Regions from separate parts of the Sus scrofa genome. Here all the other regions are linked to region 5. Evidence: chromatin contacts called from public targeted proximity ligation data. All regions are on one chromosome and are shown on one strand. The core of a region is the stretch at or near the end of the contact, and the rest is flanking DNA. Distances in the headings are between cores, read along the strand shown. Region 1 holds the start of ZNF764 (zinc finger protein 764). Region 2 holds the start of KCTD13 (BTB/POZ domain-containing adapter for CUL3-mediated RhoA degradation protein 1). Region 3 holds the start of LOC100622642 (putative protein T-ENOL). Region 4 holds the start of PRR14 (proline-rich protein 14). Region 5 holds the start of TBC1D10B (TBC1 domain family member 10B).

Region 1 (5,943 bases), core at 3,158-5,657, 150 kb after region 5:
CGGCCGCAGTCGGCACAGCGGTAGGGCTTCTCGCCCGTGTGCACCCGGAGGTGGGTGGTGAGCGCGGAGCGCTGGGTGAAGGCGCGGCCACAGTCCGGGCAGCGGTGGGGCCGCTCGCCACGGTGGAGGGCCCGGTGCTTGCTCAGAGAGGAGGCCTGGCTGAAGCCCTTGCCGCAGTCAGGGCAGCAGAAGGGCTTCTGACCCTTGTGCATGTACAGATGCTCCACCAGGGTGGAGCGCCAGGCGAAACTCTTCCCGCACACGTAGCAACCGTGGCGCTGGTCTGCCCTGGGGACCGGGGGATGGGCACAGAGTGGCGGGCGACCCCGGCGAGGCATCTTGGATGGCTGCTCCCAACCACCAGAAAACCCAGCGGAAAGCGGTTTGAGAGCTGTCAGCCCGGGAGGCTGAGCGTCCACAGAAAAGATCTTCCCCAGAGCCTCTGTCTCTTCTCTTTGTCTTTTCTCTTCCTGGTCTCTAGAACCTGCTGGGAGATAAAGGGACAGCTCAGACTCATCCTCCTATCAGGCTTATCCTGGTCCTTGAGTCCCACACCGCATATGGGGACAGAGAATCCTCTTGCAAACAGCCACCTTCTGGACCCACAGCTGCCTCTGGAACTCAGCTCGGTACAGGCAAGCAAGCTGGGAGTGACACCTTTCCTCCGGGGCACGGGATGGAGAGAAAAGCTGCAGAGACAGAGACCAAGAAGAAACAGGTGCACAGCACATTCTAGCTCGGGGCTGGGAAAATGGGGGTCGGGGTGACAGTGTAGCTGGATCACAGAGGATGAGCAGATGGTAAGGATGCATCAGGTGGCAGGAACACAAAGGAGGCATGAAGGTGGGTGGCAATGACAAGTTCGGAGGGGCTGGACAGGTGGACAGGGTGAACTGAGAGGAAGAAAACAGTACAAGCCAGGAGAAAGGAGGCCGATACCAAAGTGTAACAAAAAGGAGTTCCCACCGTGGTGCAATGGGAAGCAGCAGCAGCTCTGCCGGTCGAGTTGGATCTCCCACCTAACACCATGGGTTAAAGGATCTAGTGTTGTGGAATTCCCATTGTGGCACAGCAGAAATGAATCCGACCAGGAACCATGAGGTTGCAGGTTCGATCCCTGGCCTCATTCAGTGGGTTAAGGATCCGGCATTGCTGTGAGCTGTGGTGTAGGTCACAGAAGGGGCTCAGATCCCACGTTGCTGTGGCTGTGGTGTAGGCCAGCAGCAACAGCTCCGATTAGACCCCTAGCCTGGGAATCTCCATATGCCACAGGTACAACCCTAAAAGGACAAAAAAAAAAAAAAAAAAAAAAAAAAAAGAAAAAACACAGATAAAGGATCCAGTGTTGCTACAACACTGTAGATGTAGGTGGCAACTGTGGCTCAGATCTCATCTCTGGCCCAGGAAATCCGTATGCTGCGGGGGCGGCCAAAAAAGCAGAGAAAGTTTTGGGAGTTAGCTTGTGGCACCGTGGGTAAAGGATCTGGCACTGGCACTGCAGCAGCTGTGGTTGCTGCTGTGGCATAGATTCGATCCCTGGTCCAGGAACTTCCATATGCGGCAAACTCAGCCAAAAAAAAAAAAAAAAAAGTAAGCTAAAACCCAGGAGGTGGCAGAGGAGCCAGAGGGCAGGCAAACAGCAGGAGGGACAATGTGGAGCTCAGCAGAGCTTAGAGACCAGCTAGATGAGAGGGGCTCAGATTCGGAGGAGCTGGGAGTGGAGAGGCAGGTATGCCAGTCACACTCACAGCCCCTTTCTAGGCTAAATCCAGAAGCTCAGCAGGGACCAGGCATAATAATAACTGTAGGAGTTCTCATGGTGACTCAGTGGTTAAAGAACCTGACTAGTATCCACGAGGACGAGGGTTCCATCCCTGGCCTTGCTCAGTGGGTTAAGGATCTGGCGTTGCCGTGAGCTGTGGTGTAGGTTGCAGACTCCGCTCGGATCCCGCGTTGCTGTGGCTGTACTGTAGGTTGGCGGCTATAGCTCCGATTAGACCCCTAGCCTGGGAACCTCCGTATGCCACAGGTGCGGCCCTAAAAAGACAAAAGACAAAAATAATAATAACTGTAACTGAGAAAGTAATTCAAGGGGGAAACTGATGAGCAGGGAAGGAGTTGGCAGAGGGGGCGCAGGATGGATCAGGCCCAGAGGAAGTCCCCACGAGACAGAGCACCCAGTACTTCACCTGTGTCTGCCTCTGTCAGACACTCTCCCACCTCCGGATCCCTGGCCTCTAGACCCCACAGTTCGGCCTCTTGCTCCACCCAGGAGATGAGGGCTGGCTTGGTGCCTCGAAAGCCTGGGGGAGAAGAACGCAAAGCGCAGGCTGCGGGGGAGGCCGCCGCACAGGGTCCCGCCTTCCTGGGGCCGCCCACTCCACGTGCAGGACCCCGAGGCTGGGCGGGGTGAACGGGGATGTGGACACAGGAGAGCAGGTGAGGCCTCACCGAGCGCGCCCAGGAGGCCGTAGGTCTCGCGCATCACGTCCCGATAGAGGGCCTTCTGCGCGGGCCGCAGATACGCCCACTCCTCCGGGGAGAAGTACACGGCCACGTCCGCGAACTTAACGGGCTCCGGTGTCCCCCACTGGCCCCCGGCCCCGTTAGGTTCCCGCGTGGGGAGCGGGGCCGGGGGCGGCGCCATCGTAAGTGCCACCCCGGCGGTGGGCCAGCGCCACCCCTACCGGCCGGGGTCCATGCAGGAGAGGCGATCCGGGTTGCTCCCCGGCCGGGCCCAAGGGTCTGGGGCCGGGGGAGCAGGAACAGCCCCTCGAGGACCCACGGGGGTGGCCGAAGATGCCCGGAGAACCAGGACTGGAAGGTGCCTTCCTGAGAGATGGCGGCAACACCGCCCCACGAACTTTGCTCCCGCGCCGTCGTGCCCAGATGACGCCACGCCGGTGTCTCCAGGTGGCTTTGTCTTCGAGCCCTCAGTCAACATGGCCGCGGCGGCGACAGGACGCCCGCCAAGGCGCTGCCACCGGCCGGGGGGCGGCGTTGCCCAGAGCGCGGCGGCCCCGCTTCCCAGCCGGGTCCCAGTGCCCGCCGTGCTGAAGGTGCAGCCGCGGCCCCGCCCAGGCTGGCGACCACCGCCTCCAGCGCCGAGCCCGGCTCGTTCCGCCGCTGCGAATTCAGACGTTTTTTTTTCGGCTCTGGGTCGTTTATCCGCGGGCTTCGACCCGTCACGGGGTGACAGCAGATTATCCCCAGGGCTGAGGATCTAAAAATGAGATGGTCCAGGAACCTTCTCTATTGGAAGCCTGGTCGAGACTGAAATTCTGGAAGCTCCTGTTCCAGGAGGTTGTAGGGGCAGCCGGGAGTGAATAGGATAAGGTCTGAGAAAGGTCAGAAGGACCCTCTTGGAAGTCTCTGCTGTGGCTCAGCGGTAAGGAGCCCGACTAGGATCCATGAGGATGTGGGTTCTATCCCTGGTGTCATTCAGCGGGTTAAGGATCCGGCGTTGCCCTGAGCTGTGGTGTAGGTCGCAGAGCAGGGCATAAGGATTAAAAGTAAGTTAAAAAAGAATTTCTCAGAGTTCCTGTCGTGGCGCAGCAGAAACAAATCCGACTAGGAACCATGAGGTTGGGGGTTCGATCCCTGGCCTCACTCAGTGGGTCAAGGATCTGGTGTTGCCGTGAGCTGTGGTGTAGGTTGCAGATGTGGCTCGGATCCCGTGTTGCTGTGGCTGTGGCATAGGCTGGCGGCTACAACTCCGATTAAACCCCTAGCCTGGGAACCTCCATATGCCCTAAAAAGAAAAAAAAATAATTTCTCTGACTGTAAAAAAAAAAAAAAGTACGTAAGAGGGTTGTGTTTAGGAGTCAGGTACAGGGAGGTGTCATTCAGGAGTCCTCCCTCTGTGGCCCAGTACATTAATAATGTGGCTTGTCTCTGTGGTGTTGCTGGTTCGATTCCTGGATCAGCACAGTGGGTTATAGATCTGGTGTGATCACTGTGCGATAGGTCTAAGATGGGTCCGGATTAGATCTTTGGCCTCAGAAGTTCCATATGCTGGTGGGTGGGGCCAAAGGTCATTCAAGTGAAATTGCCCTACAGGAGGGTGACAGGCTTCACAAAACAGTTTAGCTCCTCTGGTTTAGGTCCTTGCTGATTTAGGCCTGGGGTCTCCAGGCTGGTCTCTGGGCCTCCGCCTTTCCCAGAGCATATTCTGTGGAGCAATATTCCCGCAAGATGGCAACAAGTGCCACTTCTTCCTGCCCCTTCTAAAGTGCCCTCAACAAAGAGGTCCACCCTCAGTTTCTCAAACCCTGCTTCAGACTTTGAACCAGGAGTTCCTATTGCGGTTCAGCCGGTTAAGGACCTCACACAGTGTCCGTGAGGCTGTGGGTTCAATCCTTGGCCTCATTCAGTGAGTTAACAATCTGGTGTTGCCATGAGCTGTGGTGTAGGTCGCAGATGCCACTCAGATCTGGTATTGCTGTGGCTGTGGTGTAGACCCCAGCTGCAGCTCCAATTCAACCCCTGGCCTGAGAACTTCCATATGCTGCAGGTGTGGCCCTAAAAATAAAAACAAAAAACATTGAACCAGACAGCTCCAAGAGCTCCCTGCCAGCTACAGGAAGCCACAGTCTACCCTGTTATCTCCATCCTCCTCACTCAGCCGAAAATTTTGTCCTTGTCCTAGGCCCCTCTGATACTGCAGCTCCCACATCCAGCCCTTGGACAGGCCCTATCCTTTCCTCTTCGAGTGTCTACCTCCAGTTCTTCTGCTTCTCTCACCTCCACTCAACTTCCTCCACTGCCATCCCTCCTCAGAGCAGCCAGAGTGGGTTTTGTGTCATTTTTAAAAAGTATTATTATTAATGTACAGTTGATTTACAATGTTGTGCCAATTTCTGCTGTACAGCAAAGTGACTCAGTCATACATATACATATAGATATTCTTTTTTTCATATTACTTTCCATCATGGTCTATCCCAGGACATTGGATACAGTTCCCTGGGCTGTACAGTAAGACCTTATTGTCTATCCATTCTAAACATAATACAGGGAGTTCCCATCGTGGCTCAGTGGTTAACGAATCTGACTAGGAACCATGAGGTTGCTGGTTCGATCCCTGGCCTCGCTCAGTGGGTTAAAGCTCCAGCATTGCTGTGAGCTGTTGTGTAGGTCCCAGATGTGGCTTGGATCCTGCGTTGCTGTGGCTGTGGTATAGACCGGCAGCAACAGCTCTGATTAGACCCCTAGCCTGGGAACCTCCACATAGTGCCGGTGCGGCCCTCAAAAAAGACAAAAAATACATAAATCAATATGTAAATAAATAAATGTAATAGCAAAGTAAGTTTTTAAATTCAAATCAGATTACCTGAACCCTTGACGGTCATGTGCTTAAAACCCTCCAGGGGGGAGTTCCTACTGTGGCGCAATGGAATCCATGTCGGACATCTCTGCGGCGCCAGGATGAAGGTTCAATCCCCGACCTGACACAGTGGATTAAAGGATCCAGTACTGCTGCAGCTGCAGCTCAGATCTGATCTTGAGCCTGGGAACTCCATATGCCATAGGGTGGCCCCCAAAAAAACAAAACAGTGGTTTATATGAGGTCCCTAAAGTAGTCAAATTTATAAAGACAGGAAGTTGAATTTTGGTTACCAGGGGCTGGGCAAAGAGGGAATAGGGCATTTTGTTTAAAGGGTACAGAGTTTCTATTGGGGAGATGAAACAGTTAGAGGTATAGTGGTGTTGGTTGCCTAAGAGTGTGAATGTACTTAATGCCACCCAACTGTACATTTAAAAATATTTCAGGAGTTCCCATCGTGGCTCAGTGGTTAACGAACTGACTAGGAACCATGAGGTTGCGGGTTCGATCCCTGGCCTTGCTCATCGGGTGAAGGATCCGGCGTTGCTGTGAGCTGTGGTGTAGACTGCAGATGCGGCTCGGATCCCGCATTGCTTGGCTGTGGCATAGGCCAGCGGCTA
Region 2 (5,496 bases), core at 2,317-4,816, 200 kb before region 5:
TGTGACCTGAGGTAAAATTTATTCAAAGGACACTGGTTTGAGGACAACTTTTGAATTCCACAATCTGCAGGGCTGGGGGTAGGACAGACTGATTGGGCCTTGGCTGATAGAGTGACTTATCTGGTTAATTTTTTTTTTTTTTTCTTTTTGCCTTTTTAGGGCTGCACCCGCAGCATATGAAAGTTCCCAGGCTAGGGGTTGGATTGGAGCCGCAGCCACCGGCCTATACCACAGCCACATCAAGGCAGGATCTGAGCCACGTCTGTGACTTACATCACAGGTCCTGGCAATGCCGGATCCCCAACCCACTGAGCAAGGCCAGGGATCGAACCTGTATCCTCATGGATGCTAGTCAGATTCGTTTCCACTGAGCCACGACGGGAACTCCGTATCTGGTTAATTCTGATAACAAATGATACTCCAGCAGGCTAATGATAAAAGTCTCAAGGGGTTAGCATTCTCAGCTTCTTAGAGGGACGAGTGGTGTTCAGTCACCAGAGATTGAGCAATAAATAACAGGTTTGTGATGTACTCAAATATCTAGGGCTACACACCCATCCTTTCTCTAAAGACTTTTCCTCTTGGAGTTCCCATCTTGGTGCAGCAGAAACGAATCCAACTAGGAAACGTGAGGTTGCAGGTTCGATCCCTGGCCTTGCTTAGTGGGTTAAAGATCCAACATTGTCGTGAGCTATGGTGTAGGTCGAGGATGCGGCTCGGATCTGGCATTGCTGTGACTCTGGCATAGGCCGACAGCTGCAACTCTGATTGGACCTCTCTAGCCTGGGACCCTCCATATGCCTGCAGGTGCAGCTCTAAAAAGACAAAAAAAAAAAAAAAAAAAAAAAAAGGAAGACTTTTCCTCTTGTAACACACTATATTCAAGACACTAGACAGGGGAAGTTCCCATGAGACGCAGTGGGTTAAGGATCTAGCATTGCTACAGCTGTGGCAGCAACTGTGATGCGGGTTGGATCCCTGGCCTGGGAACCTCCACATGCCACAGGTGTGGCCAAAAAAAAAAAAAAAAAAAAAAAAATCCAAAACACTAGAGAGGGGGGCAGACCATAGGAGCAGGTGGAGAAAGCCAGAAAACAGTTCTCCCAAGGAAAAATGTGACTGGATAATCAAAAAACGGAAGGGGATCGTTTTCCAAAGAAAACAAACAAAATAATCCCAATACTCAAGGGTCTCAACAAAACGTCAGAGTCCAATTCAACAAGAACTTACCTCCCAGCCAAGGGTAGGATTGCAACCTCAAACAGTTAGAGACAGAAGGGATCTCAGGTGTGTATGTTGTTGCTAGAGTCGAGGGTCCTAGTTTGAGTTAGTGAGGGTTTCAGCTGAATCTCTGTGGATCCTCCATTTCTGACAATGCCTTCCGGCCAAAGACCACCAGGAGCGCACTTGTGGTTGAACAAGGGAGACAGCATAGCACGGGGCATGCAGCCTGGGCACCTCTGTAAGCACATACTAGAAAGGACTTATTTCAGGATTGGGGCTTGTGTTGGGTGATTTTCTAGTAGGATTCAAAAAAGGGGAGATTTGCTCTAGGTTGGATGCTGCCAGGAAGTAGGGATAATTCTTTTTCTTTTTCCTTGTTTTGCCTTCTAAGGGCCACATCTGCAGCACATGGAAGTACCCAGGCTAGGGGTTGAATCAGACCTGCAGCAGCCAGCCTACACCACAGTTACAGCAATGCCAGATAAAAGCCTCATTTGTGACTTAGGCCGAAGCTCACAGCAACACTAGATCTTTGGAGTTTCCGTCATGGCTCAGTGGAAACAAATCTGACTAGCATCCATGAGGACGCAGTTTCAATCCCTGGCCTCGCTCAGTGGGTTAAGGATCCGGCAGTGCTGTGAGCTGTGGTGTAGGTCACAGATACAGCTTGGATCTGGCGTGGCTATGGCTGTGGCATAGGCCAGCAGCTAGAGTTCTGATACGACCCCTAGCCTGGGAGTTTCTGAATGCCACAGGTGTGGCCCTAAAAAGACAAAAAAAAAAAAAAGAGAGAAAGAAAGAAAGAAAGAAAAAAGAAGAAGAGAAGAAAACACCGGATCTTTAACCCACTGAGCAAGGCCAGGGATCAAACCAGCATCCTCAGGGATACAGTTTGGGTTCTTAACTCACTGAGCCACAATGGGAGCTCCTTCTTTTTGGTTATCTTAATAATTCTTATCTAGAAGTTAGGAGGAATGGATCAGGGCTAAAGCTGGACTTGGTAAAGAAGCAGCCGTCACTCAGACTGTGATGGAAAAGGTCACCATTGGTCATTTTTGTGGTCTGGACAATGTTCCTGTTTTCGTGTTCAATTATGATTATGGAACAGTCTTTCAATTCATCAGAGAGGAGTTTTTTCTGAAGCTGGTGTCCTATAAAATTGTTTATGCTCAACAGGGCAACATCATAGCCTAGCTTATAGTGTCAGGCCCCCTCATAGCAACAGAGGCTTCTGAAGGAATAGTGAAAACTGGGTCCCAGTTGTCATGAGCTGCTTTTCTCTTTCTCACCAGCTACACTTGAAAAATCAGAATTGACAATATTGCCCTTTGGGTAAAACATGGGCTCTCCAGGCTAACACAGGCCCTGTTACTCCCTAATACCTTGTAACTGGTTCATTCCACTCATTTACATTCCTACCTAGCCCCTGCCATTTACATTTGCACACGTCACTCAGCAGAAAAGAAACCAAACAAGCCCAGAGAGAAGTAACACTGCCGGTGAACTGATGGCCAGGCAGAACTACAGCTTCATGCTTCATTTTCCCTCCAGCAGATTCTCCTGCTAGACATTCAGATCGACTGTTAAATGTCCCAGGTATCAGCCTCTCAACAGAATGCAGATGAGATCAGATTCAAACACTTCTCGCCACACTTTACCAGCAACGTTTTCCTAGCTTATTTCTTTCTTCCAAGGTTGGGTGTCTCACGACATAGGCTGGGATTCTAAAACCCTTGTCCAGGTTGCTCTAGCCACCCCTGACCTTCTTTCTGCCTGTTAAATATGCCAAGTGTGTCTGGTTTACGGGTCTTTGTATTTGCCCCGGGCTCTTCTTGGAACTCTCTGCCCTCCGCCTCCACATAGGCGTCTCTTCTGAGCTTCAGCTCAGTATCACTTCCTCAGAGAAGCGCTCGTCAACGGACGACCTCATCTATTCACATCCTGCATGCCCTACCTAGCATTACTGCCACCTCCTCTGGGAGGCCACCTCCGTCTGGCCTCCCTTAAGAGCTCCCCTTGGGGCTTTCGTTCGCAGCTGTCAAATGCGCGGGGCCGGGAGGCGGGAAACTGTGCCCCAACCCCTTGCCTCTCTGGGCCCCTTCCCCTTCACGCCCATGAAGCACCCTGAGAGTGGAGATACGCGAAGGGGGCAGTGTTTTCCACACAGGCAGGTGGCCAAGAGCCCTACTTCGAGTCTCCCGGACAGGCGACCTGAACACACCTCACGCGGCGCCCCGCCCTCCCGCAGCCCGCGCTCGACTCCCTCTGCCAGCCCACCGCCACCACGCATGCTCCTCCCTCCCGGCCGCGCGAGGTCGGGGGCGGGACCTTGACGCGCCTGCGCAGTTCTCGCCCGGCTTCCGGGCGGTTCCGGCGCGATGATCCAGAGGGCCAGTGTCACTAAGTAGCGGCGGGGCTTAGGGGCGTGCGGGCCCAGCGGTCCGGCCCAAGGGCTCGGGTCCCGGGGTCTCTGGGAGCGGCCGGAGGGTGCGGAGACAACCAAGGATCGTCGCCCGCCGCCGCCACCAGGCATGTCGGCCGAGGCGTCTGGCCCCGCAGCGGCGGAGGCCCAGTCCCTGGAAGTTCCTAAGCCCGCGGGTCTCGAGCCTGGCTCCGCCGCCTACGGTCTCAAGCCCCTGACCCCGAACAGCAAGTATGTGAAACTAAACGTGGGCGGTTCGCTGCACTACACCACGCTGCGCACCCTCACGGGACAGGACACCATGCTCAAGGCCATGTTCAGCGGCCGCGCGGAGGTGCTCACTGACGCCGGAGGTACGCGAGCCGCCCTTGCTTACTGTCCTGCCTCCTCCAGATCCCCGTCTCCCTTTTCTCCCAGTCTTTCTTCGCCCAGTCTTCTCACGCCCCTTCTCTCTTGCCGTCCAGTCAACTCATTCTCACTTCTTCCATCCCCTACATCCCATGGCACCTCCCTTTTCTCATTCTTCATCCCCTTCCTCCCTCGGTCTTTACACCCAGCAGTAGTAACCAGCAAATTCTCAACATGTTAGGACCAAATTTTCATTACTGCTCCCCACGGACTCTTCCACTCTTTCCTCCTCAGCTCAAAAGACTCGGGAAGCAGCCCTGGTGCCAACAGCACCCTTCCAGGCAACCTTCATCAGTTTCTTCTACCTCAGCACTGCCAGCAACCACCCCCGAGAGTTGGAGGACCTAACACAGGTCCCTACACTCTAGAAATCTATCTGTAAATAACAGACTGTCAGAGGAGAGGGCTGCTTTGGGTTTGCCAGGGACGCCAGAGTGGAGAGTGGACAGTTCTCTCTGGCAGGCGAACCTTACCTTCTCAAAGTGTGTCGCAGTCAGGTTCGGGCTCCATATGCTCAAGGGGAACCTTAAAAGTCCAGGGAGGGGGATTCAGAAGAGGTTAACAAGGATTGTGAGAGCAGGAAAATTGAAATTGGGGAGGCAGAGCTCAGTCTTCAAATATCTGCAGGTGAAGAGTTTATTGTTCAATGAATATTGGCAAAATGCCAGTTAGTGTAGGAGATAGTTTGGTAAATGAATCTGATTAAGATGAGCCTTATGGAGTTTTCTTTTTTGTGGGGGTAGGGAGAGACAATAAGCAAGTAAACATACCAAAACGAAGACAGAAACATGTAATTCCAGATGGCAATGAGGTCTATGAAGAATACAAAGGTTAAAATGGTAGTGGAGAGTGGGGTAGCATTCTTTTTTTTGTCTTTTCAGGGCCGCACCTGTGGCATATGGAGGTTCCCAGGCTAGGGGTCCAGTCAGAGCTATAACTGCCCGCCGGCACCACAGCCTCAGCAATGCAGGATCCAAACCAAGTTTTTGACCTACACCACAGCTCACAGCAACGCCAGATCCTTAACCCACTGATCGAGGCCAGGGATCGAACTGGAGTCCTCATGATACTAGCCTGGTTCGTTAGCTACTGAGCCACGACGGGAACTCCCCCCCCCCTTTTTTTTTTGGTCTTTATAGAGCTGCAGGTGCAGCATATGGAAGTTCCAGGTTGGGTCGAATTGAAGCCGTAGTTGCTGGCCACAGCCACAGCCACAACCATAGCACTGCAGGATCTGAGCCATGTCTTCGACCTACACCACAGCTTAGGGCAACACTGGATCCTTGACCCACTGAGTGAGGCCAGGGATCAAACCCGAGTCCTCATGCATACCAGCTGGGTTGTTACCACTGCGCCACAACAGGAACTCCCTGGGGTAGCATTCTAATTCAATAGGATGATCAGAAGTAACACGAGGTAGAGGTTTATTGATACGGTAATCC
Region 3 (5,304 bases), core at 2,166-4,665, 150 kb before region 5:
CCTAAAGAACACACTCGCGCGCCCACGCTCACGCCACTGAGACTCACCTCTGCGCCTCTGCTCACACAAGCCTTACCATGAGGTATGCCCCTACCACCCGCTCTTGCCCCAGGAAATTTCTTCAAGTGTCCCCTCCTCCAGGAAGCTCCATGATTCCTTTCCTTCCTGTCCCAGCTGAGGCCAGGACCAGCGCCCCTCTCTCTGTCTCCGTTTTTGTCATGGGCACTTACCCATTTGGACTGTAACTGGCCATTGCCTTGACTGGCACCACACTAAACCGTGCCCTCTTCAAGGACTGAGATTGTACCCTTCATTTCTGTCCCAAGCGCCTAAAACAGGAACTGGCCTATCGTGTGAACTCTGAAACGCCTGGTTCATTCTGAGTGGCTTTGTCACCCACGGACCCAGTACACACCTCCTCGCAAGGGGATGGCAGGCAGTGTGCCTTGGTGCAGGTACCGTTTCTATCAGACCTAGAGGTGGCGGGAGGGAGAGGAGAAGGCTGAGGACTCTGAATTCAAGGGTCAGAGCCGAACAGAATAGGACCGTGTGGTTTCAAAAAATCCCCATACCCTGCTGGGATGGTGTCAAACCCTTGCTCTCGCCCCTGCGGGGGGGCTCGTCTTTCTCCCAGGACAAAAAGGCATCTCCCCTGAAGCCGCACTCACCGGGTATCAGTGCCTGGGGTCTTGGTGAAGAATGCTGGAAGCAGAGGCCCCAGTCAGAGAAATTACTATCCCCATGGCCAGGAAGAGCTGTGGCTGGGGACGAAGGGGCAAAGGCAGTGCCTGGCCGGCAGGGAGGGGTGGGTACTGAGTGACTGAGCAGGGGGCACGGTGTAGTCCCAGGGCTGGCTGTGAGATGGGGGCGATGGGTTTGGATTCCTGGAGGGGTCAGCTGTGGTTGGGAAAACCTCAGGGACTGGATCTAGGTGTAGGTGAAGGAAGTTCCCGTTGTGGCGCAGCAGAAACAAATCTGACTAGGAACCATGGGGTTGAGGGTTCAATCCCTGGCCTCGCTCAGTGGGTTAAGGATCCAGCATTGCCGTCAGCTGAGGTGTAGCTCGCAGTTGAGGCTTGGAGCTGGTGTTGCTGTGGTGTAGGCCAGCAGCTGTAACTCGGATTTGACACCTAGCCTGGGAGCCTCCATATGCCGCAGGTGTGGCCCTAAAAAGCAAAAAAAAAAAAAAAAAAAAAAAAAAATAGGGGGAGGGGACGGTCTCTAGACACAGTGGTCCTGGGGTAGGGGTCACCATGTTTGGATATCTGAGTCCCTCGGTCTTCCATCTGTTTTTCCTTGGTGGACACAGGGTTTGTGTTGTAGGCAGCTATGAACAAGGCCTCGTCTGTGAGTTCTGTGCTGATCCGTGTCAGGAATTCTTCAGAACGGGAAAGCTTCTGGGAAAGGAAAGTCAGAGGGGTTCAGCCTGGGAGTTCCCACATGGGAGTCCTGGTCCTGGATGCTTCCACGCAGGGGTTGGGGGGCTCTGGGTCTAAGAAGCCTTGTATGGGAGAGCTGGGCTTTGAGATGTGACCTCGGAGTTCCCACTGCGGCTCAGCGGTAATGAACCTGACTAGAATCTGTGAGGACGCAGGTTTGATACTTGGCCCCGCTCAGTGGGTTAAAGACCCAGCATTGCTGTGAGGTGTGGTGTAGGTCGCAGACACAGCTCGGATCTGGCGTAGCTCTGTCTTGACCCCTAGCCTAGGAACTTCTATATGTCATGGATGCGGCCCTAAAAAGACCAAAAAAAAAACAAAAAACAAAAAAAAAACACCCAACTAGTATCCATGAGCATGCAGGTTCGATCCCTGGCTCCACTCAGTGGGTTAAGGATCTGGGCCTTGCTATATAAGCTGCAGCATAGGTCACAGATGTGGCTTGGATGTAGGCCGGCAGCTGCAGCTCCAATTTGACCCCTAGTCTGGGAACTTCCATATGTGGCAGGCTCAGCCCTAAAAAGGAAAAAAAAAAAAGAGAGAGAGAGAGAGAGATTTGATCTAGAAGACCGTGGAAGTGGAGGGCAGCCTTGGGTGACCTCAGGACCTAGTGCTGGGGACTCTGGGCTCAGGGTGGAGGTTAGGGTCTCAAGGCTGGGAGATCTCAGTGCCCTCAGCTGAGAGCTCTCTACTTCATTTCACCCCCACCTCAAGTCCTCTCGGACACTCACCAGACCTCCACTCAATGAGGCTGTAGAGGTCGCTGCTTGGGACAGCCGGCTGCCCTTTTTCTCCTCATTCCTGGTAGGAGTGGATGTCATCCCCCTGGGGACAGTTGGAGCCCATGTTAGGCTGCGAAACCAGCCTCCTTCTGCCAAACCCAACCCACCACTCTCGCCCAAGGCCTTAGAGGACTGTGTCAGTTTCTCTCTGAAGCGGGGGGGGGGGGGGGGGGGGGGGGGGTTGGAGTTCCCGTCGTGGCTCAGTGTTTAAGGAATCTGACTAGGAACCATGAGGTTGCAGGTTCGATCCCTGGCCTCGCTCAGTGGGTTAAGGATTGGGAGTTGCCGTGAGCTGTGGTGTAGGTTGCAGACGCAGCTCGGATCTGGCGTTGCTGTGGGTGTGGTGTAGGCCGGCAGCTGTAGCTCCACTTCGACCCCTAGCCGGGGAACCTCCATATGCCGCGGGAGCGGCCCTGGAGAAGGCAAAAAGACCAAAAAAAAAAAAAAAAAAAAAAAAAAAATCGCTGCCTTAAATCTTCCTGGGGGAGGGAGTGGGACACCCACACGCCCGCCCCCTCTCCCCTGCCTCCACTCGGCCCGGCGAGAGCCTCGCTTTCCTTCTTCCCATCCAAGGCCCTTCTTAAGACAAGGCAGCCCACTTGCCACCCCCGACCTGGCAGATGGGTCGAAATCTTGGGCTCCTGGGCAGAAGAGGGGACAGGGAGGTCTAAAAAGCCCTTTTAGGGGCCGTGGGAGCGGGGAGTTGGGGGAGAAGTTTGGAAAAAGGGGAACCCAGGGCGGCTCCGCTACCCCTTACTACGAAAACTTTGGCATATGCAAAGGTTCCGCAGCGCCGTTGCCAGGAGACTAGGGATTCTAGAACCACAGGGGTAAGGGCATTTTCCTAGCTTGTCGCATTCGCAACTCCTCCGCTCCCTGCTAGGTCCCTCTTAGGGGTCAGTGACTCTAGCGCTAGAATCTAGAGAGACCTGGGAAGATGACACAGAGTGGAGCCTGCGACCTAATCCTCCCACCACTAGGGGCACGCGAAAAGCAGCCCCCCCCCAGGTCGCCCTTCGGGCCCTCTGGCTGTCATCTCGTTGCCTGGATCCTGCAAGAGCTAATGAGGGTGGAGAGAGGGGGGCGGGGAAGGAAAATGTGGACTGTACCAAATAACCTGACCTCTTGGGGGTGCAAAAACGCGAGAGAGCGGAATCTTCTCCCCTTATCTTTGTCTCCAGGAAGTCATACCCTGCACAGAAAGGAACGTAGAGACATTTATCTAGGCCTCCTTCTCTTTTGGCCTCTCCTTTTCAATTCCCTTTTTTGCTCGACGACTATGTTTCTTTTTCCCCTCTCCTCCCTCTGTGCTTTGGTACAAGCCGATGGTAAGGGGCGGAGGGAAGACAAGGAAGCCAGCAGGTCTTAAAGGGGCCGCAGCCATTTCAAAAGCCTCTTCTTCCTTTCTCCAATTTTGCAAGGTAGAACGCAGTAGAGTAGGTTCCGGAAGCCCAGCACAGCTGGAGCAGCAGAGGCCGCAGCTGGAGGCAGGAAGAGGCGAGCGTCTGCCCTGAGGAAGGGCAGGGTGTTCGCTCCCGGCTCACAGCTGGGTTAGCCCATGCTACGGTCGACATTGAGCTTTAACATCTGGGACCCGGCTGGGGCAGCAGAGACCTGCGCGCAGTGGGCGCGGCCGATGCGCCAGGCTGGAGGGTGAGCGTCGCGCCGGGGCTGGGACAGAGTTGGCACCTCCGGATAAGGCCCAGAGCGGCCAGGGGGCCTCCGCGATGCCAAGCGAAAATATCTTCCTGTTTGTGCCTAACCTTATTGGTGAGTGCTGTCCGCGGCTCCGGGCCGAACGGGAGGGCCAGGGGTCTTGGGCAGGCTTCCTGATCTGCCCTGTCTCTCCCTCGTCCCGTCCCAAGGTTATGCCCGGATTGTCTTCGCCATCATTTCTTTCTACTTCATGCCCTGCTGCCCCTTCACGGCCTCCTCCTTCTACCTGCTCAGCGGACTTCTGGACGCTTTTGATGGACACGCTGCTCGAGTCCTTAATCAAGGTGACAGATACCTCCTCCCAGCCAGCCTCGAGGCCCAACAACCCTCTGCCCCCTTTTCCTGCTTCCTCAGGTACTCAGGAGCTCTGTCATTCCCATCTCTGTAGAAAGCAGAGCAGAGTGGCCCGCTTTTGTAGCGGAAGGGATTTAAGCTCGCAGTTGAGAAGCACTCTTTGAGAGGAGGGGTGTGGGATGGCAAGACTGGGCGTGGCAAGTGGCAGTGCTGCCGGCCTCTCCGAAGGATTAAAACATCCATTCAACAGATGTTTATGTTTATTGGTATCTCCTGTGTGGCAGGCACCAGCCAGAATGATTCCAGAAGGTGGGTTTGGAAGGCAGATGGAGAGGGAAGAGGGATAGTTTCTGGAGGGTTGTCTACTTTTTGAATCTGTTCACTTCCAAGACTTCCCTAAGATTTCAAGTCTTCTTGTCTGGAGACCTGGACCCTGGATTCTGGGGTTGATGAGCTCTAGAGCTAGCCTCCCCACTTCTGCTTTGTTCTCTCTGCATTCCCATGTGTTCTGTTTTGTGGCACGGTGACCCTGGCCCTTTGGTCCAGGCAGAACAGTCTCCTCGCCTCCCCAGGCAGTGGATGCACCGTCACCCTTAGACTCTGCATCTGAATGATCCACCAGATACGGCCCCTGTCATCCATCCACCGCCTCCTCCACAGCTCTTTGCCACCTAATAGCCACCATTTTTCAGGGACCCGGTTTGGGGCCATGCTGGACATGTTGACAGACCGCTGCTCCACCATGTGTCTGCTGGTCAACCTGGCCCTGCTGTACCCTCGAGCCACCCTTCTCTTCCAGCTCAGCATGAGCTTGGATGTGGCCAGCCACTGGCTGCACCTTCACAGGTCTGTCATTCTGGGCGTGATGACCGGGTGGGGAGGGCTGAGGTCATATGGCGGTGGGGGCAGTGTCTTCAGGCTTCTCGGGAGATCTCCTTTTTAGCTCTGCTTTGCCGAACGACCTTGGGCAAATCTCTGAATCAGCTTCAGTCCTGTTTTACAGCTGGATTCAGTAATTCCTGCAACTTTTCTGGCTGGTTATTCAAGGATTCCACAGAGCAAACATCCCTTGG
Region 4 (6,001 bases), core at 824-3,323, 190 kb after region 5:
CAACGGGAACTCCAGGATTTTTTTTTTAAAAAGTAAATTTCTTAGTGACCGAAAAAACAAACTCAGATCAGGCAGGCTCTGCCTTTAAAAGCTTTTTTCTTTTTTTGCTTTTTAGGGCCGCACCTGCGGCATATGGAATCTCCCAGGCTAGGGGTAGAATCAGAGCTGTAGCTGCCAGCCTACACCACAGCCACAGCAACGTGGGATCCAAGCCTCATCTGTGACCTACACCACAGCTCACAGCAACGCTGGATCCTTAAGCCACTGAGCGAGGCCAGGGATTGAACCTGCACCCTCATGGTTCCTAGTCGGAGTCGTTTCCATTGCGCCATGACAGGCAAAAGCTTTTCATTGTCCTGAAGTCTGGGAAATACCTGGGTGTTTAAGCAGGAAAGTGAGAGTCTGTTGGGGGCAGGGGGTGTCAACTCACCAAGGTTGGAAGGGCTCTCCAAACACAGCAGGAAGCATCACCAAACCAGCAGGGGCTCATCCTCAGGCTACTTGTGTAGCCAGTCCTGAATGGGGAGAGGGGAATGAACACCTCAGCTGGAAGAACAGCTACCTATTTGAACTAGAAGCCTCATGGCGGATTTCCAAAGGACCCAGCAGGCCCTGTGTTATGAAGAGAGTTGCTGTAGTCCTGGGAGATCTCTCTGAATGAGTCCTTGGTTACCAAGTTGGGGTGTCTTCACTTTCTACACCAATTCTTACCAGTGGGGGCTCTTTCCATTCTACCCTTTCTGTGTCACTATTCTTTTTTTTTTTTTTTTTTTCTTTTTAGTGCTGCTTCCTTGGCACATGGAGGTTCCCAGGCTAGGGGTTGAATTGGAACTACTGCTGCTGGCCTACACCACAGCCACAGCAAAAGCAATGTGGAATCTGAGCCGTGTCTACAACCTACACCGCAGATCGAGACAATGCCAGGGCATTAACCCACTGAGCGGGGCCAGGGATCGCACTCGAATCCTCGTGGATGCTAGTCAAATTCGTGTCCACATTCACTGAGCCACAGTGAGAAATCCCTGTGTCACTACTCTTATCATTTAATCTCATAGGCGAGAATCATGCTGGGCTGGGTTAGGTCACTTGTGCACCGTCATCTCAGACGCAGGATTCTAGGCTTCAGGCTCTCTTGCTCCAGCAAGAAAATAAGTACTAGCTTGGACCAGGGAATCCTGGGGAAGGAGTGGAGGCATGAGTTTTGGTTAGGCGGTGAGGGTGCCTTCACAGTGCAAGAAGCCACTACCTCCCCACCACCAGCTGGCTCCTGGTATAAAAGTTTCAGGATGAAGCCCCTTTAAGCAGCAGGATTCCATCCCTGGTCCCTTACTACTATGGGACTGATTACACAGCCCATCAGCTAGGTCCCTCTTGAAAGAGGGCTCGGGGGAGGCCCGAAAAGAGAGGAAAGCGGCCGCACCCCACCGAGCACCCCAAGGTTGTTATTGGTCTCCTGGCACTAGCACCTCTATACTGAGCCCCCAGCGCCAGCGGCAGAAACCCCCGCTCCTCCAGGAAGAGGTACACAACCCTTGGGTGAAGTGAAGCTCAACGCCCCAGCCTCCTCCGCACCCCCGCTCAGCCCAGTCCCTCCAGGACGCCACGCAACCAGAGAAGCAGGAGGTGGCACCAGCCTGTCTCTGGTCCCCGCCACCCGCTGCCAAACACTTCCGTGCAACTCGGGAACCCGGTTCAGCAACCCACGATGGTACTGGAAAAGGCTTCAAAGGGGCCTCTCTAGGCAACTGGGAATTTCACATATCGTTAGCACTCAGTTCACGTTTATTGGCCCAAGTACGAAAGAACCGGAAGATGCCCTTAAAAAACGTGGCGGTACTCTAGCTTCATGACAGTTGCCTCAGTAGCTCAAGAACCTTGGCATCATCTTCGGCCACTCACTGGCCGGAAAAGATGACGCCATCCGGCCCACTGCGGTCCACTGAGGACAGCGCTATCTGCCCTCAACTATAATGGCGGCGCTGCCCAATTTGGCTTCTTGCCCCTAGGGATGATGGCCGCTAGGCGGCTTCACTTAGTTTCTCACCACCCCGGAAGACGGCGACCGGCGATTGGGCGTTGCCCAAAGGCTCTGAGAAGAAGGCCCTCGGCGGTTGGGCAGAGCTGGGTAAGGCTAGTTTTAAAGGAGCCGGAGGTGGGAGCCGTCGAAGACCCGGGATCCGCGGGAGGCGGCGGTGAGCGGCGCGCGGGGGAGGGCACCGAGCGGCTGAAGAGAGGGCGGGAGGAGGGAGGGAAGGAAACTTTTGAACCATCTGGTCCCGGGCTGGGGAGAGCGCTGGGCGGGGATCCGGGGAGGGCGGAGGGAGGGGGTCTGTGGGCGGGACCTCCCGGGATTGGAGTGAAGGGGGTATCTGCTTGACAGTGGATCCCCGGGGATCCGGACTGAGTTTGTGATGCTCAAGCTCGGGCAGCCCCTTTCTGAGTGGAGCTTTGTGGAGCCGAAGCTCACGGGGAGAGGAGGATCCTCGCGCGGCGTCTGACTGGAGGAACCGCGCTATAGGATTCTTTCAGCGGGGATCCAGTCTAGGGGATCTGGTAGGGGGGGAACCGTCGGCGTGTGGGAGTGTTCCTTCGGAGTCCTCGCCCACTCACTGGGAGTGGATGAGGATTACAGAGGGATCTGGCGGAAACTGAGCCTCTGAGGACCGGGATCCCAGCTGATCCCGGGGGATCTCAGGGCAGAATCTGAAGGGACAAAGGCCCCAGGAGGCTTGGGCCGTGGGAGAACTGGGGCCGCTGCAATCCAGGTTCTCGCGGCCAGGCAGGGCGCGAGTGATCCACTGATCGCGGCAGCAGCGGGAAGACACCCGTTCCCGGCGGCCAGACGAGGGCGCCCTTCCGAGCCCCAGGGCTCCGGCCCCTGGGCTACTGGGAGCCTCGGGCGGACCATGAAGGGCGGAGCCCCAGGGGAGGGGCTGGCCCTCACTCCCCGCTCCCCCGCTCCCCCCCAAACCCAGGCTGGAGCCTGGGATCCCCCAGGGACTCCCCGGAGCCGCCGCTTCCCCCATGGACTTGCCCGGGGACTCCAGGTGAGAGCGCACCCCGCCCGCCTGTCTTGAGCCCGGGAAACGGGGAGCCTGGTGGCCGTACCGGGGAAACCACAGAGCCAACAACAGGCTTAGAGGACCGTCCTCTGCTTCTCTCCACCTCCAGCCCGCCTGGCCGGCAGCGTCTGTGCCGCCAGCCTCTGGCTCGAGCATTATGGGGAGCCAGGAGCCCCAAACGGCCGAAACTGCAGCCCCTTGGGGCCCCTTCGCCCTTGGAAAAAGCCTCTCGGCGGGTCCTGGCTGTGGTCCTGGAAGATGTCATGGCTGCCCACATGGTGAGCCCCTTGAACTGAGAGGCCCCCTTCTCCCTCCCGTCTCCTGGGTACCAAAGCCAAACCCGTTCTTTAATGAGGATAACAAACACCTCATTCTCACACTCATCCATCAGGCAGCCTCCCACTCGGCTCTCACTTACTCTAACCTGGAAGTGGGTAGGGTCTCCTGGACCCATTCCTCACCACCGACTCTGCTGGGCTGAAACCACGTCCCTACGACTCTAAGTATGAGAAACCCTTCTGCTTTCTTCCCAGCCCAACTTCTAAACAACCCTTAGGAAGCAGGCTGAGGTCTTTGGTTCCACTGCTCAGATTAGAAAAACTGAGGCCCCAAATAGGGCAGTGACTCTCTCTGGGTACCTTCTCCTTTTCATTTCTACAAAGAAACCTGGGTGAATATTACCCAAGTCCCACACCAGCAGCTCAAGACACTCTATTATCTGGTCCTTAATTCAGCTCAGCTGACTTCTTGGGCTCGCGAATGAATTCTAGGCACGATGTCTGCCATCTGTATGGCAGAGGACACTGTTAGGCCCAGGGAAGCCCTGTCCGTCACCTTGCTCTCGACACCTCCTCCTCTCCTAGGTTCCCCTGGTGCCCCAAGAGGAGATCTCCACCCCACGGCACCGCAGCAACCATCAGGATTCCGCCCGAAGCCAGCCACCTGCCTCACCACCCCGACAAGCCACGTGGTGCTCACAGGCCAGGTGAGCATGGCAGGATGAGGGGTAAGCTGGGAACCCAGCTGAGCCCTACTGATCTTCCTGTTCCGTCCCTAGGCCCCCCGACCCACTGCGCTTATGCCGAGAGCCCTTGAGCCGTGTCCATCGGCCCCCTTCCACCCTGAGGCGGCGTTCAAAGCCAACACCTGGCCCAGAGGAAGGCCCTTCACAAAAGGTGGACCAGGCCCCCCAGCCCACTCTGGTGGTGATGCTAGAAGACATTGCCAGCCGCAGAGCCCCGGTTGAGGTATGCGAACTTCAGAGAATGATGTTGGGGGTTCAGCTGGGGGCAGGGGCTCCAGCGGGCATGGAAGACAGAGTAAAAGGGCTGAGTCGGGGGTGGATTTTTTTTTTTTTCCTTTTCTTTTTTAGGGCCGCACATGCAGCATAAGGAAGTTCCCAGGCTAGGGGTCGAATCTGCTGCAGCCATGGCAATGCCGGATCCAAGGCACATCTTCGACCTACATCACAGCTCATGGCAGCGCTGGATCCCTAACCCACTGATCGAGGCCAGGGATCAAACCTGCATCCTCATGGAAACTAGTTGAGTTCGTTACTGCTGAGCCACAACAGGAACTCCTAGGGTGGATTTTGCTCAGAGTGAGAACAGTTTTAGGTGAAAGAGACCTCTGCCTGAGCAAAGACCTATATGAAAAAGCCTTTAGCGTGAACCTAGGCAGGCCTCTGGCGACTGAGAGATTCGGAGTGTGAGGAGCTAAAGAAGCCGCAGGGGCCTTCCCTGCCTGCCCACGAACATCCCCTGTTTACATCCAGGGTTTTGCCGGTGAGACGCCCAACTTCATCGTCCCAGCAAAAAGGTGAGAGGGCTGGGGAAGGGATTTTCAAGATGTACTGGCCACAGCCATTATCCAGGTGTCAGAATTTGCTTGCCCAGTCCTTCCTTGTAGCACCTTCAGAAGCCTTAAGGGACGGGGAGGTGCTGGCTCAGGTGGGATCTGATCTGGAGGCTTCCTCAGCCTCGAACTTGCCCCTTCACCCCAGAGCTGAGCCCATGGTGAGGGTTCACCATCCAAAGCCTCCGCCCAGGGACCTGGAACCCCCATTCCAGCCGCCTGCCATGTCTACAGATCCTCCGGAGAACCCACCACCAGGTAAAGACTCAGATGGATGAGACTTGGGGTTCTGGAAAATTCTGGCTGAGCTTTTGAAGTGTCAGGTGCAGAGGTGGGGATGGAGCTTAAGGCCCCGCACCCCCACCACCCCCGGGTGAGCTTGGTGTGTGAAGATGGGGTTTAGACTTTGGAGGCCTGAAGTTTAACTTCTAAATGTAGGGCTTGAGGAGTTCCCATCGTGGCTCAGCGGTAACGAACCCGGCTAGTATCCATGAGGACTCGGGTTCGATCCCTGGCCTCGCTCCTGGGTTAAGGATCTGTCATTGCGTGAGCTGTGGTGTAGGTTGCAGATGCGGTTCGGATCTGGCGTGTCTGTGGCTGTGGTGTAGGCCGGCAGCTATAGCTCTGATTCACCCCCTAGCCTGGGAACCTCCACATGCCGCGGGTGTGGCCCTCAAGAGCCCCTTGTGCACACGCGCACACGCACACACACACACAAATACATAAATGTAGGGCTTGGTATTTTAGGGATGGGCTTATTCCTCAGCGGGCAGAGCTTGGTGTTGGGACCAAGGCTACTGTCCTGGGGCTTTGACACCTGCCGCTGAGGAGCACCCACCTGACTCTCTCCTTTCCTCAGCCCCCGATCCCGTTCTGGAGCGCCCGTCGACCCCTCCGCCATCCAGCCTTTTACGTCCCCGCCTCAGTCCCTGGGGCTTGGCCCCCCTCTTCCATTCCGTCCGCTCCAAGCTGGAGAGCTTTGCCGACATCTTCCTCACGCCCAACAAAGCCCCACGGCCCCCGCCCCCCTCACCCCCCATGAAGCTGGAGTTGAAGATTGCCATCTCAGAGGCCGAGCAGTCCAG
Region 5 (5,627 bases), core at 2,926-5,425:
CTGAGGACATGGGGAGTATGAAGAGGTCAGTAGCAGTAGGATAAAAACCTGGATTGCCGGGGGAACTGAGGCAAGCCACCTCCCCAGGCTCCAAGGAGACACCAGACCATAAAAACATTTGGGGGAGTCACCAATACCAAACATCAGGATGTCTGGCCACTTGGCCATCCGAGGCCCTGCTTCCCCACGCTGAAAGGAATTCCCTTTGGAAGGAATCTCTAAACAGAGATGGGGTTCTCATGTTCAATCTCTATACAGAGGTTATGCTCAAACCCCACTGCTGACACATACAAGAAAGTACGGAATATTTAAAAGATACACTTTGCAGGAGACCTGAAACCAAGGTCTCAATTTATCACCTATTCACTGGGTGGCCTGAGGCAAATCACTAAATTCCTCAAAGCCTCATTTTCCTCATTTGTAAGATGGTGAGAAAAACAACACCTAACCGAGAGGTTCTATCAGATAACACCTGGCAGGAAATCAAAAACAGCAATGATTATCCATAAAATAAAATACACAGCAAATACCGTTCCCTGTCTCCTTAGAAGCAACTGTCTGAGTTTCCTTCTACCAGACTTTTGAAATCCCTTAGACCATCTGCAATTTCCTCTACCTCCTCCTCCCTGAAATCACCCCAGATTGTCAAGCAAATGAAGCCGTCCTTGCACTGTGTGCTCACTGTTCTGTCAGAGCTTCACACTCAGGAAGTGACTGTACCCCCATCAGTCTTGAAACGGTTCCTGGTAAGAGCCAGTACCGAGCAAGTGGAATGGAAGAAAAGAACTGGGTTTCCGGATGGACCTGAACTCAAAGCCCAGTTTTCCCTTAGGAGGTGGAGAGTCTTGGCAAGTGATAACCTGAGTCTCTTCCTTATTTGTAAAAAAGGGATGTCACCACCTACATGACAAAGTTAGGAGAGGACTCGTATACAGAGGACTCTTAAATGGGAGGTTTACTGTTAGTTTCTTTGGTCCTAGAAGCTCCTTAAACTGAAAGGCCATTTCTCACTCATCTCCATCGTAAGTCAATTCCAAACTCTACGAAAGGCCAGGGAAAGGAAGATACCTTCCCGGCCCTCAAGGGGTGACAACCCGCAGGAAAGATAATCTCAATATGATGAGGGAAATACAATAACAAAGATGCATGGAAGAGGCGCCTAACTGGACTAGGGGCAATGGCTATCAGGGAAGGTTTCCTGGAGGAAGGGACATCTGAGGTCAGCCATGAAGGACTGAGTGGAACATGGCAGGAAAAAACCAGGAGACGGGCACTCTGGCTGATGGTACAGCCTGAGTATGAAAGGATAAAGACTACAACCACTTCGAGGACCACAGCACACGGTGTACAGTGAGAAGCAGTGGAAAAGCAGACCAGAGAGGTTGACAGAGCCAGACAATAAGGAGCCTGTGTGCAAGTTAACACCCTTGAGCCCTATCCTGTGGACAGTGGGGAGCTGCCGAAAGCTTTTAAGGGAACGTGTGCCAGTCAGGTTTGTCTCAGAAGTAGATTCTGCCAGCAGGGAAGATGGATTTTCGAGGGACAAAATTACAAAGCAGAGAATTAGCACCCAGCACGAGACCTGGTACACAAGGGGGGCTCCAATCAAATCCAACTCAACCCAAGTTCCTTAGGGCAGCATAGTACTGAGGAGAGCGCCGCTGGTCACACAAATCCAACTTATTCGAGTGAGGCAATTCACTCTGCTCAATCCTGTTTCTTCAACTATAACTTAGGTACAACAGCGCATGCCAAAGCACCAGGGTCAAACTTCAGTTGCTGGAGTTCCCCTGTGGAGCAATGGGATCGGCGGCATCTCTACAGCACCAGGATGCAGGTTTGATTCCCAGTCCCGCACAGTGAGTTAAAGGATCCGGTGCTGCCACAGCTGCAGCCTGGGTCACAGCTGCGGCTCGGGTCTGATCCCTGGCCTGGGAACTCCATATGCCCCGGGGCAGCCCCCCCACCCCACCCCCCCAAAAAAGAGAGAGAGAGAGATGCCTTCCCCACAAGGGTCCTGAATGTTGGTGCTCAGAGATTTTCTGATTTTTTTGTTGGATTATAAGTCCTCCCTAGAATAGCCTCCCACAGGGCTCCCCACCCCCAACACCAGGCAGATCCCCCTGACCCCCACATACACAGCTGTGGCTAAATCCGACTCATTCTTCTTCAGATCAGCTCAGCTGAATTCCCAAACTGGGCCCAAAAAAACCCTTCCATAAGGGCTCACGCAACCCCGTGATGATCTCTGAGCTACACCTAACATGTTATAGTGAAAACAACTGTTTAAGTACTTGTCTCTCTAATGATGAGCACTTTGAAATGACTATTTTATCCTAAGTCCCCAGCACAGGGCCTGGCACTGGGGTTCTCAGGCGATGCTGTAGACAGAACAGCAGGCTCGAGGGGTACAGGAACAAAGGGCAGGATCCAAAGAGAGGGAAGGAAGAAGTCAAAAGCAATCACACCCCCACCTTAGGAGTGACTCAGGCCCCTGGAAGGAACTAGGAAAGAGTACGCTGGGCTGGGGAGATGAGGAAATGGGGAAGAGGCCTCCCCCACTCCTTTCCTTCAGTGAAAACACAAGACTGCCCTTCTGTTGCACAGAAGGCCCTGCCTTCAGAGTCTCCCCTCCATCAAACAGACTTCCCCACCTCACCATCCAGCAGACCTAGGGCAATGGGGGAGAGGAGGCGCCTACATCCCTCCAGACGGTCCCCCTAAAAGAGACAGGACCAGAACCCTTGTCCAGCCAAACCTCCAAAATATGTTTCCTGTAGCTGGAGTTTCCATCAAGGAGCTGGGCCAACCTGAGCTATGGTCTCACTCAACCTTTCACTTCACAAAAGAGGAAAGAGAGGCAGGGAAATGGGGGACGGTCCTAACTCGATGGCACACAACAAACCAAAGGCAAGGCTTGGGCTCAACCCTAGAACTCCTAACACCTGGTCTGAAACTAACAGGCTGGAGCCACAGAAACCGCAGGACGCTCTAGGCAAGATAGGGATTGCTAAGCATCTCATTCCCACTGATCACCCCCTGGAGCCTCAGAGGAGGATGGGGCTGCCAGAGAGTAGGCAAGGTGTATCATCCGAGTCCCTCCACCCCCACCACCTCCACCTCCACCTCCAAAAACCTCTGCTTCCCTGAGGCGGTCCCACCGGGTACTCACAGACTGCCTGAATACTGGCTGCCCCCAAGGAAGCCGTATTTGTCCGTCTTGCGCAAGGCCAGCCCATTTATCTCCGAGTCTGAGCCCATGGAGCTCACATCATCCGCCAAGGACTCCAAGGTCCCAGACATGAGGCTCACAGAGTCCAAGTAGCTCAGCGTGTCTGGGGCCTGCCCTCGAGGCCCAGAGATGCCAGGTCCCAGGCTGGACGTGGAGCCTAGATCCTGAGAGTTTTCAGTAGGCTCTGGAGCTGGGGTCACCATCACGACAGCTACCTGAGCCTCACATGTCCCTGGAGGGCCTGTGCCAGGCCCCGAGGGGTCCTCTGGAGCCTGTCCCGTTGATGCTGATGTTGCTGCTGCAGCTCCATGTCTACTTGTCACCTGTCCTGGTGTCACTGCTGCCACCCGTGCAGTCACTCCTGAGGCCACTGTGGTTCCCGGCTTGGGGGCAAGCGGGGGTTTGGCGGTCAGGGCCCCAGGAGCCGTTCTTGAAGGGGTCCTGGTGAGGGTCCCGGTGGGGGTACCTGGTCCAGGATCGGGTGAGGTTCTAGCCTCCTCCGTCTTCGGAGAGTCTGCCCCTGGGGCCAGAGCCGTGGACATCTCGGCTCCTGCCACAGCCTCGGGCTCCAAGGGCTCTGGGCCGGAGACCTGCGCCCTCGGGGCGTCGGGTGAGGCCTCCAGAGTCGGCACCACCGCCGTGCTGCCTGCGACCGTCGGAGCGGGGGCGGGAGCGGGAGCCGAGGCCGGAGCCGAGTCTGAGGTCTGGGTCGGATCCGGTACCCATGCGGGCTGCGCCTCCCCCGGGGCCACCAAGTTGACCGGGGCCGAAGTGGCCGTAGTCACCGGCGGCCCGGAGCTACCACCACGAAGGGCCCGGCCCGGGAGCCGCGGGGCGGCGGCGAGGGGGCCGCGGGGGCGCCATGACGGCGCGGTGGGGCCACCAGGGGCGCCGGGCCCGTCTCCATGACCGCAGGCCGCCCCTCACATCCCCCCGCCGGGGCGGCCGCAAAAGGCGCCGCCCCTCAGGCCGCTCCGCGCCGCCCGCCAAGGAAGGGGAGAGGGCGAAGGGCGCGGCCCGGCGCGCTCCGGGGTCGGGGGCAGCGCGCGGGCGGCAGCCCAGCGCACGGAGGCGGGGCAGGGGTCCGGGGGCGCCAGGCGGCGGGGTCTCACTCGCGCTCTCTCAGCCCTCTCGCTCTCTCGCTGCCGCCCCCCCTCCCGCTTCGGGCAAGCGGCCGACCTCGCGCCTGCGCACACGCCCGGGTGCCGGCCAAGCGGCCAGCGTTTCGACGTTCCACGCCTGCGCGCGGGCGGTCCCATCGCGCTCCTTTTCTCTACCGCCTTAGTCAAAGCGCTTGGACGAATAATAGGAGAGAGGGAACTGGGTTTCTGCCAATCGTTGGAGGGTGGGTGGGGCTGGAGGTGGGAAGGGGGTGGGTAATTTGGGAAGAGGAAATGGAGAAGGCAGAGGGCTATAAAACCAATGAGAGGACGAGTGAAGGCAGCGGGAGGCAGGATGAAGGGAGTAACTAATAAGAAAGCGGGAAGCCGAACCTCTTGGCCAATTAAAGCCTCTGGAGAGTGAATGACTGGGGGAGGAGGCGGGTGCTGTGCAAAAAGAGGCGGGCCTGGCTAATAGGAATGGTTAAAAAGGGAGCCAATGAAAAGAAGCAGGCGGAGGTCAACTTGACAGACAGCGATATCTATTTAGGCGGCGCCAGACGGCATCCGCAGTCAGTAGGAGCTGAGATATTCTTTAGGTCTCCCAAGAAGGTCAGGAAGGAATGACAGCTGGAAGGGGCGGGCCACAGTTGCGATTAATTCGCTACATCAGCCAATGAATGCGTCCTCTCACTTTAGCAACAGGGGAGGAAGATAGACGGCTGTCTCACCCAATGGCAGCTTCCAAAGAGAAGGCGTGCTGCCAGCAGGCGGTGCCGGGCCGGAGATATCGGTGACAATCGGAGACTAGCGCGGGAGGGGGGTGACAGCTGGGGACAGCGCAGACAGAGGGCGGGGGCTAGGGGCTTTGGTACAACCCCTAGACAATAAGAGCGCCAGGCTGCTCTGCCTGAGTCGACTCTTGGGCCCCATTCTCCGAGCCCACTACAGATCCGTGCCCTGATCAAGTACTCTTGACCTTCACTCCGTCTCTAATTGTCATCTCAGCCCGCAAGAAACCGCAACGCTACAAGCCCAGGCGGCTATAACCAGAGCCCCAAAATCCTATAAGCGACTCATCTCTCTGCATCCGCCATTTCCTACGGGAATCCCAACCCCCAAGTCCCTCACCTCAGCTCCATCTATCTGAGCTCCTCCCCAGAATCCGGGGCCGCCGTGAGTGCTGCCTCCATTCTAGTGGGGATCCCAGACTCCAAATCGTGAATTCCAATACCATAAACTCCCATATCTGTGTGTTTATTCTTTGGGGGACCCAAAACGCACTCCATCGGCTC

What was found.
Region 1: a targeted proximity ligation map of alveolar macrophages shows a contact between it and region 5. A contact is called at or near these places in 1 of 5 promoter capture datasets (fetal liver) and 1 of 2 datasets of targeted methods (alveolar macrophages).
Region 2: a targeted proximity ligation map of alveolar macrophages shows a contact between it and region 5. A contact is called at or near these places in 1 of 5 promoter capture datasets (liver) and 1 of 2 datasets of targeted methods (alveolar macrophages).
Region 3: a targeted proximity ligation map of alveolar macrophages shows a contact between it and region 5. A contact is called at or near these places in 2 of 5 promoter capture datasets (fetal liver and liver) and 1 of 2 datasets of targeted methods (alveolar macrophages).
Region 4: a targeted proximity ligation map of alveolar macrophages shows a contact between it and region 5. A contact is called at or near these places in 1 of 5 promoter capture datasets (fetal skeletal muscle), 1 of 47 Hi-C or Micro-C datasets (embryonic fibroblasts) and 1 of 2 datasets of targeted methods (alveolar macrophages).

Annotation. Positions count from the first base shown.
Region 1 is chr3:17,798,165-17,804,107 of Sscrofa11.1, reverse strand. It overlaps ZNF764 (zinc finger protein 764), which reads right to left and starts at 4,407. Exons shown (of 2, transcript XM_013992477.2): 1 at 2,452-4,407; 2 at 1-487. The coding sequence starts at 2,647.
Region 2 is chr3:18,139,659-18,145,154 of Sscrofa11.1, reverse strand. KCTD13 (BTB/POZ domain-containing adapter for CUL3-mediated RhoA degradation protein 1) reads left to right here and starts at 3,566. Exons shown (of 6, transcript XM_021086431.1): 1 at 3,566-3,999. The coding sequence starts at 3,756.
Region 3 is chr3:18,090,078-18,095,381 of Sscrofa11.1, reverse strand. It overlaps LOC100622642 (putative protein T-ENOL), which reads right to left and starts at 3,415. Exons shown (of 6, transcript XM_021086430.1): 1 at 3,344-3,415; 2 at 2,171-2,264; 3 at 1,253-1,397; 4 at 669-702; 5 at 416-473. The coding sequence starts at 2,260. CDIPT (CDP-diacylglycerol--inositol 3-phosphatidyltransferase) reads left to right here and starts at 3,949. Exons shown (of 6, transcript NM_001167642.1): 1 at 3,949-3,991; 2 at 4,087-4,221; 3 at 4,924-5,077. The coding sequence starts at 3,949.
Region 4 is chr3:17,747,452-17,753,452 of Sscrofa11.1, reverse strand. PRR14 (proline-rich protein 14) reads left to right here and starts at 2,073. Exons shown (of 12, transcript XM_021086416.1): 1 at 2,073-2,192; 2 at 2,976-3,047; 3 at 3,172-3,340; 4 at 3,926-4,047; 5 at 4,120-4,309; 6 at 4,837-4,880; 7 at 5,065-5,174; 8 at 5,776-6,001. The coding sequence starts at 3,025. LOC110259905 (a long non-coding RNA gene) reads right to left here and starts at 1,811. Exons shown (of 2, transcript XR_002342364.1): 1 at 431-1,811.
Region 5 is chr3:17,943,459-17,949,085 of Sscrofa11.1, reverse strand. TBC1D10B (TBC1 domain family member 10B) reads right to left here and starts at 4,175. Exons shown (of 10, transcript NM_001244423.1): 1 at 4,029-4,175; 2 at 3,173-4,026. The coding sequence starts at 4,139.